Linked DNA regions of Gossypium hirsutum: region 2 is linked to region 1. A link is a contact called in public Hi-C data. All regions are on one chromosome and are shown on one strand. The core of a region is the stretch at or near the end of the contact, and the rest is flanking DNA. Distances in the headings are between cores, read along the strand shown. Region 1 holds the start of LOC107948056 (ribulose bisphosphate carboxylase/oxygenase activase 2, chloroplastic). Region 2 holds the start of LOC107948916 (mannose-1-phosphate guanylyltransferase 1).

Region 1 (7,342 bases), core at 4,421-6,920:
GCTAAGGCTTATTTTATATGTTGCAAAATTCTGAATTTATTTTCTAATTTATTTAATTAATTATTTATGCTGTTTCAATTATCTAGTTTCTAAACATTTCAAAAATCCCCGATTTATTTTTATTTCTAATTTTTGCAAGAACGATTGGAGTCATGGGCATGACTATTGCCACGACTATTGCCACAACCTTCGACACGACAAACAATCTGATCATAAGCTATACACGGAAGTTGATTATAGCATCCAATCCTTGTGGACTCGACCCTACTACCACTCTACTACTAATTAGAGTTATTTTGTAAGAATTATATTTGGTGGTTTCGACACCCATCAGGTGTAATGTCTTGGTTGTGGCTGATTTGGTTGTATGTAAATTTTTGGATTGGTGTTATGTTGTGTTGTGTAGGTGTATACAACAAAGGGTGACAAAATGGCTTGGTAAATAGCCTTATTTTTGTCCACACGGGTGTGTGTCTAGGTCGTGTGTGACACACGGCTTGCCCCACGGGCTTGTGTTTGAGCTATGTGTCCCCTGCACCCTAATTTTTACAAAATATAATGCTTAGAATTGAGCACACAGGCAGAGACAAGGGCGTATGTCTCAGCCGTGTGGATGAAATGGCCTTAGGCATGAGTGTGTGTCCTGGATGTGTGAAGTCTACACCTATTTTATGAAAAATCATAAATTTTAAATCGACCACATGGCCTAACACACGGACGTGTGACTTGGTCGTGTGTCTTCAATTTGTTCTTGGGTGACAAACAGAGAGTTAAACAAGTTAAGGACACGGACGTGTGTGACACATGGCCTGCCCACACGGGCGTGCCCCAAGCCACACTGACATGTAACCCCTGTTTGGTGGTAAAACCGGTTTAATCTCGAACTACTTTCAATTTATGTTTTGGGCCTCGTCGGCTCGCATAGGGACCTTATGATTGAATGCAAAAAGTTTTAAAATTGGACGAAAATTTATGGCTCGAAAATGTATGGTTGCTTGTGTTTAAGTCCGATAATGCCTCGTACCCTGTTCCAACGTTAAGTACGGGTAAAGGATGTTACAACAAGTATGACATGTTAAGAAAATAAGGTTATCAATGTTGAATTTATATGAACTATGTTCAAGTATGCTAACATGTGTTGTTGTTTGATGCTTAGGCAAGTGCTAAGCTATTGGTTGAATGGTATTATGTTTACTTATAAGTTGCATTGAAATGGTAAGTGCTCAAATGAAAATATGCTTGTACTAATGAAAAAGTGGTAAGGTTTAAATTATGCAATTTCTTATGAAATGGCTTATCATGTGATTAATTCGAAAAGGGCTATGTTTAAATGCACTAGCTTGTGGCTATGGTTGAATGATATGCTTATGACTTGTGTGTTATGCATATGGAATGGCTGTGGAAAGAAATGAGACACAAATGAAAATAAAGAAATTTGGAAGAGTTTAAAGTTGTTTAAAATCCTACTATGCTAGGGATAATATGTATAGGTGATGCTGTGGATTTACTTATTTTGTGAGTTGTTGAATTTGGTTTCATGAATCGTATGGTATCGGTATATGATTATTCTTGATATGTATAAATTTCATATTGGAAATGGATTGATATGATTAAAGTTTATACGAGCTTACTAGCATTAATTGCTTACGTAGTTATTTTTCTTTACTTTGCAGATTATTGAAAGCTCGATCGGGTTGGAAGCTTGTCGGAGTTATATCACACTATCCATCGGTTCTATTGGTACTTTTGGATGTTTTGATTTTGGTTATAATGGCTTGTATAGGTATTCTAGTTAATGTTGGCTTGTGTGTTTGAATGTTGAAATGGCCATTTGACTTGGTTAAGTTTTGGTATCTTGACGGTATAATGGCAAAGTTTGACATTTATGTGAGTAGCCTTATTATGGTTAATGTTTGGCTTGTTTGTTTGAATGACAAAAGATGAAATGATAGTTGAATATGCATATGGTATATGTGCTTTATGATATGTGGTATATGTGGTGATTTGGTACCTTGTTATGTATAGGTATTTTGGTTAATTGATATTAGTTAAAGAATGACATTTTGGTACCAAATGGTTTGTGTTTTGGTAAGTAAGATTTATGGTATGTATGGATGCAAATCAAATTGGAAGTTAGTTGTTTATTTTGACCAAATGGATTACTTGGTTATACATGTTTATAAGTTGTTATTTGAGATGCCTATGTGCATATTGGTTGAGTGTGGTTATACTATATGTATAAAGCTAGATTATGCATGATTTTGGTGCCTTGCTATGGCTGGTATACATGTGCATTTTTTACTGTAGGTACATACTTGTTAGGTGAGAAAAATGGCTTGTAAAATAGCCTATTTTCATCCACACGGGCAGAGACACGGGCGTGTGTCTCAGCCGTGTGCGACACACAGCCAGGTGACACGACCGTGTGTCCCCTGTAGCTTTGTAAATGTTTGCAAGTTAGTATGTCCACACGGCCTAGCACACGGGTGTGTGGCTTGGCCGTGTGACCCAAGTTAATATACTCACACGGGTAGGGGTACAGGCTGGGACACGACCGTGTGTCCCTATTTCGAATGACCACATGGCCTAAGACACGAGCATGTCTCTTGGCCGTGTGAGTCACATGACCCTGCAGTTTTAAAAATTTTAAGTGTTTCCGAAAAATTCTCTGAGTTTCCAATTTAGTCTCGATTTGTTTCTAATGTGTATTTTGGGCCTCGAAGACTCGTATAAGTGACAATATGTATGATTCGACTTTGATATAATGTGTTTATTGTTATGATATGAAATATTTTAAATTTTTGTCCGTTTGATTTGTAAATGTCGGTAATGCCCCGTAACCCTATTTTGGTGATAGATACAAGTTAGGGGTGTTACAAAAAAATCACATTTAATATCATTCTCTCCTTTATAATTTTAACTCAACACCATGTCATCTCATATTTGTCATCATTATTGAAGAATTCTCATATCAAAGCAACGAATTCTTTAGATTCCATTTATATCTGAGCTACTAATAAAGAACTCTTTTCTTTCATCACAAAGCCTCTATCTTGCCATACCTAAAAGGCCAGGGCCCCTTTCAACCACCTCATCCTTACTATCTTGATATGAGCTAAAATTTCTCGTGACAAAAGAGTAATTTCTATGAACTTAAATGAAACGGGGCATTTTCATCAAATAAGTCTGTTAGTTTGTTATTGCTGTTATAACTTTCCTTTTTGTCGTTTTTCTTTTATTTTCCCTGTAAACCAAGTAATATGATTGTAATACAGAGGCATGAAATATATATTAGGAAAACAACTCTTGGTTCTTTCCTTTCTTATTCTCTTGCCTCTCCCAATTCTATCATTCTTTTCCTATTTTCGGGGTTAAGTCATATCACATCTCTTATCATTTAACCACCCATTATTATCAACATAGAAGCCAAAAAAAAAAATGATGAAAGAAAATAAAAGATCCTTCATAAATAAAAAAACCTATTGTAAGAATTGGATTGGTGGTTAAGACGACTAGACCATCGATTTTTAATTCAATTGTTGAAATTTAAAAAAATAAAGTTTCAAAAAATAAAAATAAATAGAAAAATTCAAAAAAATAATTAAACTCTTCCATAATGAAAATAGCCGTTAACCCATTTAACTATTAACACTAAGTGATATGATAAATGAAATCATTGAAAAGCTGACACGAGTGGATAAATGTGTTGATGTGATATGTATATTTAAAAAAAATTTTAAAAAATTAAAAAATAAAAATTATTAAAATTTATAAATACACTAAAAATATTAGAAAAATTAAAACCATTTATATGCTTCTCATAAATTGATGAGAACTTTAGATAAAACAAAATAGAATTGTATAGATCTCCTTAGACAAAAATAGAATTGCTGGGAAGCATCTCGAACTGCACTGTTTTTTCAAATCAATAACAAGATAAGAAGGTCAAGAATTAATCAGAGCCAGTTTGGTCACAGCTCGGTTCAATGCAGGCCCAAAACCCCAAACTAAAATAACACGATGTCTTTTCAAGATCGTGACAGCTGCACTTTGAAACCAAAGAACCGACGTCCTCTTGTCATGTATTTGGCCACATTGTTGGTTTCTTTTTCTTACATTGAACGGAGAAGTTTCTGGAGTTGCCAATGCCATCCGGCATTCAATTTAATTTATCTTCAACTGCCAACAACCACACCCCTTTTTCTTGATTAAAGTACAATGCAACCACGGATGATGTTCTCAAGTTTATATTATTACATAGTTAATGAACAAAAAATAAGATATTCCCACTAAGTTTGAGATTTAAATATAAATATTAATTATTATTTTAAATCTACCTTTTAAGAATTTTCATAATATTTCTTTATAAAAAAAATCTAAAAATAAAGATACAGTGGGAGAACAAAACTAAACTTAGTTTCTATGTTTTTAAGTGTATCATACGAATAAAATTTTACTCTTATTTATACGAGGTCTCATATCTCTTTATAGGAACATAATTATCCAAATGAATAGTCATATCTTTAGTATAATCATAATTATTCAATAGATATCTATTTGAATAATTATGATTCTTTTTTTATTAGGTGAATTTCTACCAAATCTTCAATATAATCTAATTGTTTTCATATTGTATGAAAATTGATATTTGTATCGTTATTTTATTCTACTATCATTTTAATAACTTTTGATGAGATTTATTTTCCTGCACTACCAGGAGCTCTCATTCTTAAAGAACTTACTTTTATTCTAATATTTTTGTGAAGATATTGAACCTCCATTAAAGGAGAATGTTGAGATTCAACTGCTCCTTTATTGGTTTATCATCTAGTATTATTTTTTATGGGTATTCATTTTAAGTTGTTTTTGTAATTTTAAATCTTGACAAATTTTTAATCTTTTTTTTAGGCGAAACTAATTAGTTCACCATAGGTAAGGTTTTTCATATGAAATAATATATCTGTAATTTCCTCTAATTTGATTTCTAATCTTTTCTCCTAATGAAGTAGGAAGTCCTGCTAGAAGATTTTCTTTCTAAAACGATTATTAATTATCAAATCTTTGCATAACTCTAATTATAAAGACATTTTTATACCGTTTCTATTGAATAATTATGAATATTTGTTAATAATTAAATAACATAACTTTTAAATTTAAAATACATAATTCAGAATTTTTTTATTAATAATAAAGTTACATTAACTTTTAGTTCATACTTTGAAACACTATATATATTAAAAATGTTTCAACAAACTTACCAATAAAGAAAAATACAAAGTTGTAGGCAATGTTTAATATGGATAGCTCTGACTAACCATTTATTTTATTTTTCTGGAGATTACTCGGTAACAAAAGAAATTAATTATTGTTATCAGCAATAATATCTTGATTTCGATAAAAAAAAAATGGGTAGCTGTTTAATTGACGCAGGCCAAACCATTTGGGTGGGGAACATAAGCTTAAACCCCAAGCTCATAGGCAACACTGTTCCGCGAAGCCTCCATTTTATTTGTATGTAACCAAAACTAGCCCCACATCCAAAACAAACGTCTACCTCACCAAATGCCCCCTCATAAAACTCCAAATTGTAAATGTATGGCCGTTAGCCAATTCGTAAGCTAATCCACAGGTTTTGCCCACTTCCTTCCAATACCTCCTCCCTATAAAGTCCCCCACCACACCTAACTTCATCTTCAAACCACAACACTCCAGCAACTGTTTCGAGTTTTTTCTTTTTTAGACTTTCCCAATTCTGATCTCAGCCGTTGAGACATGGCTACTGCTGTCCCAGCCGTTGGAGCTGTTAACAGAGTGCCGGTATTACTATGTTTTTTCCCGCCTATTTTTTTGATCTTGTCTTAGTCATTACCGTAGCGTCTCTCGACTTTGTAGTCCTTCAACTGTCTCTTCTTCATTGTTTTAATCGTCTTTTAACTCCTAGAGGGAAAAAGAAATGCATTTCTAGTCATTTGTTTCTTGTTTATATACAGTTAAGAAGAAGATCATAATTAAGTAATAAGGATATGCATTCTGTTATTTTATTAGAAGCTTGTGGTGTTGTAGTTAAAAAGAGAGTTTCTTTGTTACAGCTGAAGTCGAATGGCCGTGGTCCAAGTCCAAGCTCAATATTCTTGGGAAAAAGTGTGACGAAGGGTACCTCAAAGGTCAACCAGAACAAGGTTTTTCCCAAGAATTTCAAGGTTGTTAGTGAATATAAGCAGACCTCAAAAGACAGGTGGGTGGAACTCGTCCATGATGAATCTGATGACCAACAGGATATTACCAGAGGAAAGGGAATGGTGGACACTCTCTTCCAGGCTCCTGTGGGAACTGGAACTCACCATGCTATCATGAGCTCCTATGACTACATCAGTCAAGGTCTTCGCACGTAAGTTGCATGCTAAGGGATTTCATGTTAAAAAGTTTATGCAAATTTGAAGAAATCATGGAATTGTAGTGTGGGAATTGACGTCGCTCAACTGTTTGTAGGTTCAACTATGACAATATCATTGATGGGTTCTACATTGCTCCTGCGTTCATGGACAAGGTTGTTGTTCACATCACAAAAAACTTCTTGAATCTGCCAAATATTAAGGTTTGTTCATAAAATGTTTCGAGATATGTTTAATCAGCTAAGTCTATCATTTTGATGAATATCAATAAAGTTGGATACTTTTGTGAATAACTGTGACAGGTTCCTCTTATTTTGGGTATTTGGGGAGGTAAAGGCCAAGGGAAATCATTCCAATGTGAGCTTGTCTTTGCCAAGATGGGAATCAAGTAAGTCTATATCCTTATTGTTCCATCCCTCTCTTTCACATACTTGAGTGATTCAGGAAAATTGTTGACATTTGTTAGCCTATTAGTTTGACACAAATTGCTTGATTTTTTATAACAAGAACCTTCAAATTTTCATTTACATCCTTAATCTTTAAATCTGTTGACAATATCCAGTCCCATTATGATGAGTGCTGGTGAACTGGAAAGTGGGAATGCTGGAGAGCCTGCAAAATTGATTAGGCAAAGGTATCGTGAGGCAGCAGATATCATCAGAAAGGGAAAGATGTGTTGCCTCTTTATCAACGATCTCGATGCAGGTGCGGGAAGGATGGGAGGAACCACCCAATACACGGTCAACAATCAAATGGTGAATGCTACCCTCATGAACATTGCTGATAACCCTACAAATGTTCAGCTCCCTGGTATGTACAACAAGGAAGAGAACCCTCGTGTTCCTATCATAGTTACCGGTAATGACTTCTCCACATTGTATGCTCCTCTTATCCGTGATGGTCGTATGGAGAAATTCTACTGGGCCCCTACTCGGGAAGATAGGATTGGG
Region 2 (7,298 bases), core at 3,809-6,308, 320 kb before region 1:
CGTTTTTTCATTTTTCTTCATTCGGCTTTGCTCTCAAATTTTACCTTGTTAGAATTAATGGGTTTTTTTTTGTGTGTGTGTTTGGGGGGGGGGTGCCATTGTTCCAGTATTCTTGGGTTTAATCGTTGACAAAATTTTAGTTAAAATGGTTTGTTTGAATCGGAATCATCTTAAAGCAAACATTGATTGCTGGGCAGCAAGATTAGGTAGGCAAAACTGTTCATGAAAGGTTATTTCCTAAATGGGTAGAAAGAATAGGAAAAATAGAAGGTGAAATTGACCTGACTTTTTAGACGTGTGGACTTCTACCTCTTTGCATCTTATAAAGTGATGTGTGTTTTACTTCAAAATTTGTTTTTACTCTACTATTTAGTAGCTGATTTTGATGTTCTAGTTCTTCTAGTTTGAATTTATTGGATGAAATTTAAGTTCTAGATTTCTACTTTGGTATTTTGCATGAGAAGTGGGTTTCAATTTTAAGTTTAGCTTAATTTTTTCCTAGTTTTTTTTAATGATTTTCCATATGTTGGTTGAGAAGCTAAGAGGGTTTAATGTTAAAAGTATGGGATTTTTCTACCTTCAGTTAGTAATGTCAAAGGTATGGTTTTTTACTATTCAGAGAAATGTATAGGATGCGTGCATAAACTTCTAGTGTACCGATTCTTCCAGAATTGGGTTTTAAGCTGAATATGAAGTTGTGTAAATTTAGCATCTGGTAATTTACTTTGTTAAGCAGAAGCAATCATCTATCATCCAATGTTATTGCAACAGTGGAGCTAAAGAAATCATAAACATGTCTGATTTGCTATATTTGGAGCTTGGTTGTTTAAAGTGTATTATTGCTCTTATAATGGCGGAACTGAGTGCTTCTATTAGGCATAAGGGCAGGAAAATGAACGGAACTCTATGAAGCTTTTCTGCTACTATGCATAGTGCAGTAATGGTGGTTCCCCGAGTCTTTGTTTCAAGATTTGTGTGCCTGCTAATAGTGACAGTCTAACAGAGCCATTCATTTGTCTGAATTACGTTCAAGAGACTCTGGTATAATATATGTCTGAATAAACTTAAGTTCGAAGTTGACTGAAGCTGTGTAACTCTCTGTTAAGCATCTTTATGCATGTTTGATCTTCTAAGGTTCCATTTAGTTGGTAGTTTTACTTTTAGCTATTTGTCCCTTGCTTTCAGTTCATATTTTTATTTTCTTTTTACTTCTAATTGAGAAAAGAAAAAGCAAAAGCATCCATCAAAGCCAAGATGCAACTTTGATCGAATAGAAATGCACTTCAATTGTATTTTCTGCACATTTGATGTTTATAATGCTCTCTGTTTCAGCTATTTGATTGCATCTATGGGGCTTCAACTACTATGGAGCTTTGGACTTGCATGTCTTGATGTTTATGCTTTAAGGAGAAAAAGAGATCTTCAGAATCCAGTTTTAGTGAGCCTCTTTGTTGTAGGTGATTGGGTATGAAACTGTTCTCTAATAATCCTCTCTTATCTCCTTTAGCCACTAAATGGATGCATCAACAATGATGTAAATCGGGTTTTCGACCATATATTTCCTGCTAGTTGCTGTATTTGTCATAGTCCTCGCCAGCTATTCTTATTTGTTCATGTTAATGCTGTCTGTGATCCCACAAGTGGTTAATGGCTGTTCTTATTCTATCAAAAAACAACCTTTCTATATATTACATTGCTAGTTTCTGTGACCACCTTTTCATATTTTGTAATGGCCATAGAATACAATCTTACACTGATGCAGGGGTCACTGTCTGATCTGTATATGAACTCCCTATGCATTTTGCTTGATTTTTTTTAAGGGCCGCAAGCAATTGTTATTTTCAGTATTGGCAACTCTGCAAATAGCTCTTCAGCTGGGATTGTATATCACTTGGCTAATCCTTGTTGAATGTACAGGTGACAGCTATGTTATCACTGGCAGCTGCATGTTCATCAGCTGGTATTATAGTCCTATATGCAAGAGACTTGGAATTCTGCAAGGCTCAAAGTCATATCCCATGCCGGCAGTTTGAAATATCGATAATTTTGGCATTTATCACGTGGCTTCTAATCGCAATGTCATCTCATGTCATGCTCTGGATCTTAGCCTCTTTCTAGAGGTCTAAGGGATTCCCATACAAGCACATGACAGCATCTCCTATTTGACATGTAAATCCTTTGTTTTTTTACTTTGATTTTGACAATTTTGGAGAATTCGAGTAGTTCTGCCGTTTGCCTGTGCACATTTAAGCATTTTTTGTTTTAGTACTCAATTTCATTCAAAAGTTACTTGTTCTGACCCTAATTTTCAACAATTAACTAACAATACTGTCAAATACTTGTGGATCTTTTGTTGCTTTTTGTGATCTTAACGAAAGTCTTGATTTGAAAGAAATGCGAACTTCCTTTTCTTACATCTTCCAACAGATAACATTTTTGTCTAATGTTGAATTCTACCATGTGTAAACAACATTCATCAAGCCTATCCCCGCTATATTTCATATAATAAATCTTACAAATTTCCAGGGCCTTTGATTATCCTGAAGATAACATTCATTAAGATATACCTAAAGTTATGTTAACACCACAAGATTCAGTCTGAACAAAAACTATCCCAACAGCATCATTCTGACAGGATAAGAGAGGCTGCTATACAACAATGGAAAAGATTCTAAATACAATTAACTCGATACTTGAATAACATTTAAACTAAGTGTACACAACGTCATAAATTTGTTGTCTGTATTTCTTCCTCTATTTTTTCTCTTTGCTTTTGGTTAATGACATTCCAAAATGAGAAATGAGATTGCTCCCTCACAAGTGTATAAGGTTGTCTCTGCATCCGGTCATCCACCAAACATGATGTTCACCGGTAACCAAAGGCCAGCAGCTATCCTTCAACTACAAGCCTACTGACACTCGGCCCTCGAACTTATTCCAACTGGAATTTGCCTAAGAATAACAAGAAAAGAAGGGAAACAAAAAGGGTAATGCAGACAACCAAATTGCAATTTCGAACTCTCAAAATGTTGATTCCAAGCTCAACCTTGTGATCACATGACAATTTCTGGCTTCAAAATACTAGACTTTATCTCCTTGTGAGGCAGGACAACACCTCCATTGCTATAAACTTCATCTCCAAGATGAACATCTTCTCCTAAGATCGTCATGTTTTCCAACCGTGCCCACTTTCCAACAGTGGAATGCCAGCCAATAATGCTATTGGAGACGCAAGTATACTTCTTGATACGAACTCCGCGCATTATGGTACAGCGTGACAACCTTACCCCGGACTCAATTATACATCCTGGACCAATGGCTACATCAGGTCCAATGAGGCACCCATAGCCAATTACAGCACTCTCATCTACCAAAACATTCCCAACAAAATGAGATCCAGTTGACAACTTGGTAGAGGATTTTTTACGCAACGACTTTAAGTACATTCTCAGGCCAGTAATGTAATCCTTTGGTTGTCCAATGTCCATCCAGAACCCAGGCAGCACCATCGCATAAAGCTTATTCTCTGCTGCAATCTTTGGGAACACTTCTTTCTCAATTGAGGTGGGTCTCAGTTCTATTCGGTTAAGAACAGATGGGTTCAACAAGTAAATCCCAGCATTGATTTTGTTACCAACAAATATTTGTGGTTTCTCGACAAACTTTTCAACTTTGCCTGTAGTTTCTTCCATGACTACAACACCATATTTCGATGGCTCATCCACCTTGAAACAAAAGAAAGATCCTTGTGAGGAGGTGATTTTAATGGCAATCTTTTTCTCAAGAATGCTAAACCCAGTTTACTACATTACCTTTGTCACCATAATGGAAGCTTCTCCTCCATGACCCTTGTGAAAATTTACCATTTCTTTTAGTGGATATTCACTTATAACATCACTATTGAGGACAAAAAATGGCTCACCAGAGCCATCGATCAACTTGTCTCTAGCCAGAGCAATAGGACCAGCTGTGCCAAGTGGTTCAGTCTCCTGTGAGCAGGTGATTTTAATGCCAAGCTTTTTCTCAAATTCTTTTAGGAAATTTAACATAACCTGCAAAATCAATGGAGCAATATAAAAAACTAACTTCAAGGAAAAAAAATCAATAACAAACAGTCATCAATATGAAAATTTGCAGCCATAAATGGGCACTTTTCTATGTTACCTCTGGTTGGTAATTGATGGCCAGAACAACTTCAGTAACTCCAATAGCTTTGAGAGCTTCAATCTGGTAGTATTAAAAAAAAAGAAACAAACGAACTATGTACAATCATTCGTTTAACAACACCACGTAAAGCTTCACACTTTTTTTTTTTTTTAGTCATAGAATCACCAAATTTATCTTTGTAACAAAAGCCAGGTCTAAATAAATCTTAAACCCATTTTAAACAGGATTACCTTTTTTGAAAATCTACAAATATTTCCAGGAATATAAAATCACCAACAACAAACAAGAAGTAAACCAAAGACGATGAGGAAAAATCTAAAATAAAATATAATAAACCTGATGCAGTATCATGGGTTTGTTAGCAAAATCCACCAAAGGCTTTGGGACGCTAAGAGTCAACGGTCTCAATCGTGTTCCAAATCCACCAACAAGAATGAGTGCTTTCATCCTGATACCTCACAAAATATCTGAATTTCCTGTAAATTATATGACCCATACCATGGATTATCTCAAGCAGTGAGTCGTTAGTGTATCTAATAACAAATCCCATAAATCATAAATAGCAAAAATAGGGGACGTTTGATCATAGATGGATCTAAGGTGGCGGAGACATTGGAACATGTAAGGAACTTGAACTAGACTTACAGAAGTGGCTTGATCGGAGTTTATTTGTAAGAACTGTCAGCCTGTGACTGTGACAGAGATCTTGGCGGTCTTTTCTCGGAACAAATCTGGAAATAAATTGGATGAAATTAATGCTCTTATGGGGACACCTCGTCCAAGTTAAAGCCAAGCTTTTGATTCCTTCATGAATTTACAAGGCCATTGCCACCTGAGGCCATGTGGGCTAGTCTGATAAAGTGGCCTTCCAATTTTTCTCTTGTGTGTGTGTGTGTTTTTTTTCCTTCCTAAATTAGGAAATATTAAATGGTATCAGTTGATTAGGATGATATTTATTAAAAAATTAAAGTATTATTTAAAAAAATAAATATTAAATAAATGCATTAAAATACATTTTAATTAATTTCTATGGACACCATTAAAATAACATTTCACACTATTAAGTTGGAATTCAATTTTGCTCCTAGTTGAATAGATTTTTGAGGCAAAATGTATGGCTATTTATTAGTATCAATCCTCACAATATAAATGATTTTCTTTAATATTTAACTTGTTAATATTTTGTATAAAAACTTATAACTACGAAAATTTATTATCTTTGATTACAAGCCCTTGATTGAGAAGATGCTATCAAAATCAAGCATTGGTCTGCTCGCCACCTAAGCTTTGCTGGCAGGTTGCAGCTACTCAAAGTCATGCTCTACAACATGCAGGGTTTTTGGTGTAGGTAGTTTTTGTTGCCCAAAAACTATTCTCAAAAGTATCCCATCTATGTTCAAAGTTTTTTTTGGAAAGGCAAGGATTGTAGTGTTACTGGTATTAGTGTCTATTGGCAATTAATCTGTCTACCAATGTCTGAGGGTGGTTTAGGATTAAGTAGCATTGAGGAATGGAACAAAGCTTGTATATTGTAGCTCATTGATCACATGCGCGTGTGCACAGAAAATAAATAATTTTATAAAACGATTTAAAAGTGTGGTTTTAATTGCAAAGTGTAGAAGGTTATTTGTAATATTTGTAATGTCAATGGAACACTAGAGCATTCCTAGGATAGAACTCAAAAGATTGTCAAATTGGTAAATGTCTTATCAAGTTTTACAAGTTAAACAATTGTTAATCTAATCACGTCATAAATTATTAGTGCAAATTCAAATGCAAGTTATTTGTAAACTAAATTTAAATTAACAAATAAAAATATCAAATTAACTTTCTTCCTTTTCACTAGAAACTATACAAATGGATTGAAATGATGGTTGAATGAGTCTTGGATTACTAACTAAGCTAATAAACCTTTGATGATTATATTGTTTGTCACTTTTAACTAAGAATCTCTTCTCAGTCTCATCCTAGACTAAAAGATACCACCTAAGTTCTCCTCTCGATCTTACCTAGGCATATAGATTTCGTCTTGGTCTCACTATTCGGCACAAGTGTATCAAAGTCTTACACGATAAAGTCTCCTCTCAGTCTTATCTATCTAAATCTTCCACTAGAGGCATAAATTCTAGTGTAATATGCAATTTAATTCACTTGAACATGTTGGAACTAGAGTTTTTCCAAAACAAGATATTGGTTGTAATATCTAAAGTAATAAACACTTAATCAAAATTGTACCATTTCGATTTGTCTAGGATGAGCGCTTCGACTAGGTAGTTTTCTTTGCTATCCTCAAGCTCATGTCTGCCAACTATGGGCTCGTTTAGAATCAAAAAATTTTCACAAAAATTACCAGTAAGGTAATTTTGTAATTTCTCTAAAATTTTGGGTCAAGTTGTAAATCAGAAAATATCTCTAGAAATTTTTTGAAATAATCTCTTTAGAGAATTTTCTCTCTATAACTTTCTCTTGAATTCAAGTGTGTGAATAATGACCTAAGGCTCTCGTTATATAAGAAGAGTTTAGAGAGTTCAACTATAATTAAACTTAATCATTTTAATATTAAAATAATATAATATTTATTAAGATAAATATTAGATTAAATTTAATATTAAATCTCATTAAAATAATAAGATAATCACTTTAACATTAAATTAATAAAATACAATAAGATAATTATTAAATTAAATTTAATATTAAACTATTAAAACAATATTATTTTTGGAATAATTAATCTGAAATCAAATTCTCTAGTAGAGTCCCAGTAGTGTAACTTTTCCACTGCTCAACCACCGATAGCCAACCGCCGTCGGCCACTGAGATGTCATCGTCGCAGCCTCTGGCACCAGAACCATCGTGTCCGATGATGCAGGTGTGACACCCTTATGCACCCGAGCCAGTTCGATCCAGGTCCATGGTGACCCGACCGGTCCAGTCTAGCCACCGATTGGACCGTTAGTACAGTTTCATATTCTGAGCCCATTTCGACCAGTTTTTGGGTCTTGGTCTCGGTTTCTGGGCTCTTAGGCGCAAATTACGATCTCAGATCCAATTTTCAAGTTCAATTACCCATTTGGCCAATTTTCTGACTTGAAAATTAATTTTCAAAAATACCATATTAATTTTAATTGATT

What was found. Hi-C and Micro-C count contacts between places; a contact is called where the count stands out from the background.
Region 2: a Hi-C map of leaf shows a contact between it and region 1, with 2.3 times the contacts expected there. The contact joins the promoter of LOC107948916 here to the promoter of LOC107948056 in region 1. A contact is called at or near these places in 2 of 34 Hi-C or Micro-C datasets (both in leaf).

The regions. Positions count from the first base shown.
Region 1 is chrA04:73,870,890-73,878,231 of Gossypium_hirsutum_v2.1, reverse strand. It overlaps LOC107948056 (ribulose bisphosphate carboxylase/oxygenase activase 2, chloroplastic), which reads left to right and starts at 5,670. Exons shown (of 7, transcript XM_041111373.1): 1 at 5,670-5,817; 2 at 6,090-6,388; 3 at 6,490-6,595; 4 at 6,695-6,780; 5 at 6,955-7,342. The coding sequence starts at 5,773.
Region 2 is chrA04:74,187,685-74,194,982 of Gossypium_hirsutum_v2.1, reverse strand. It overlaps LOC107948916 (mannose-1-phosphate guanylyltransferase 1), which reads right to left and starts at 5,058. Exons shown (of 5, transcript XM_016883580.2): 1 at 4,813-5,058; 2 at 4,504-4,643; 3 at 4,165-4,227; 4 at 3,813-4,052; 5 at 2,477-3,725. The coding sequence starts at 4,614. The coding sequence ends at 3,054. It overlaps LOC107948917 (CASP-like protein 5B2), which reads left to right. Exons shown (of 3, transcript XM_016883581.2): 2 at 1,333-1,465; 3 at 1,918-2,285. The coding sequence ends at 2,118.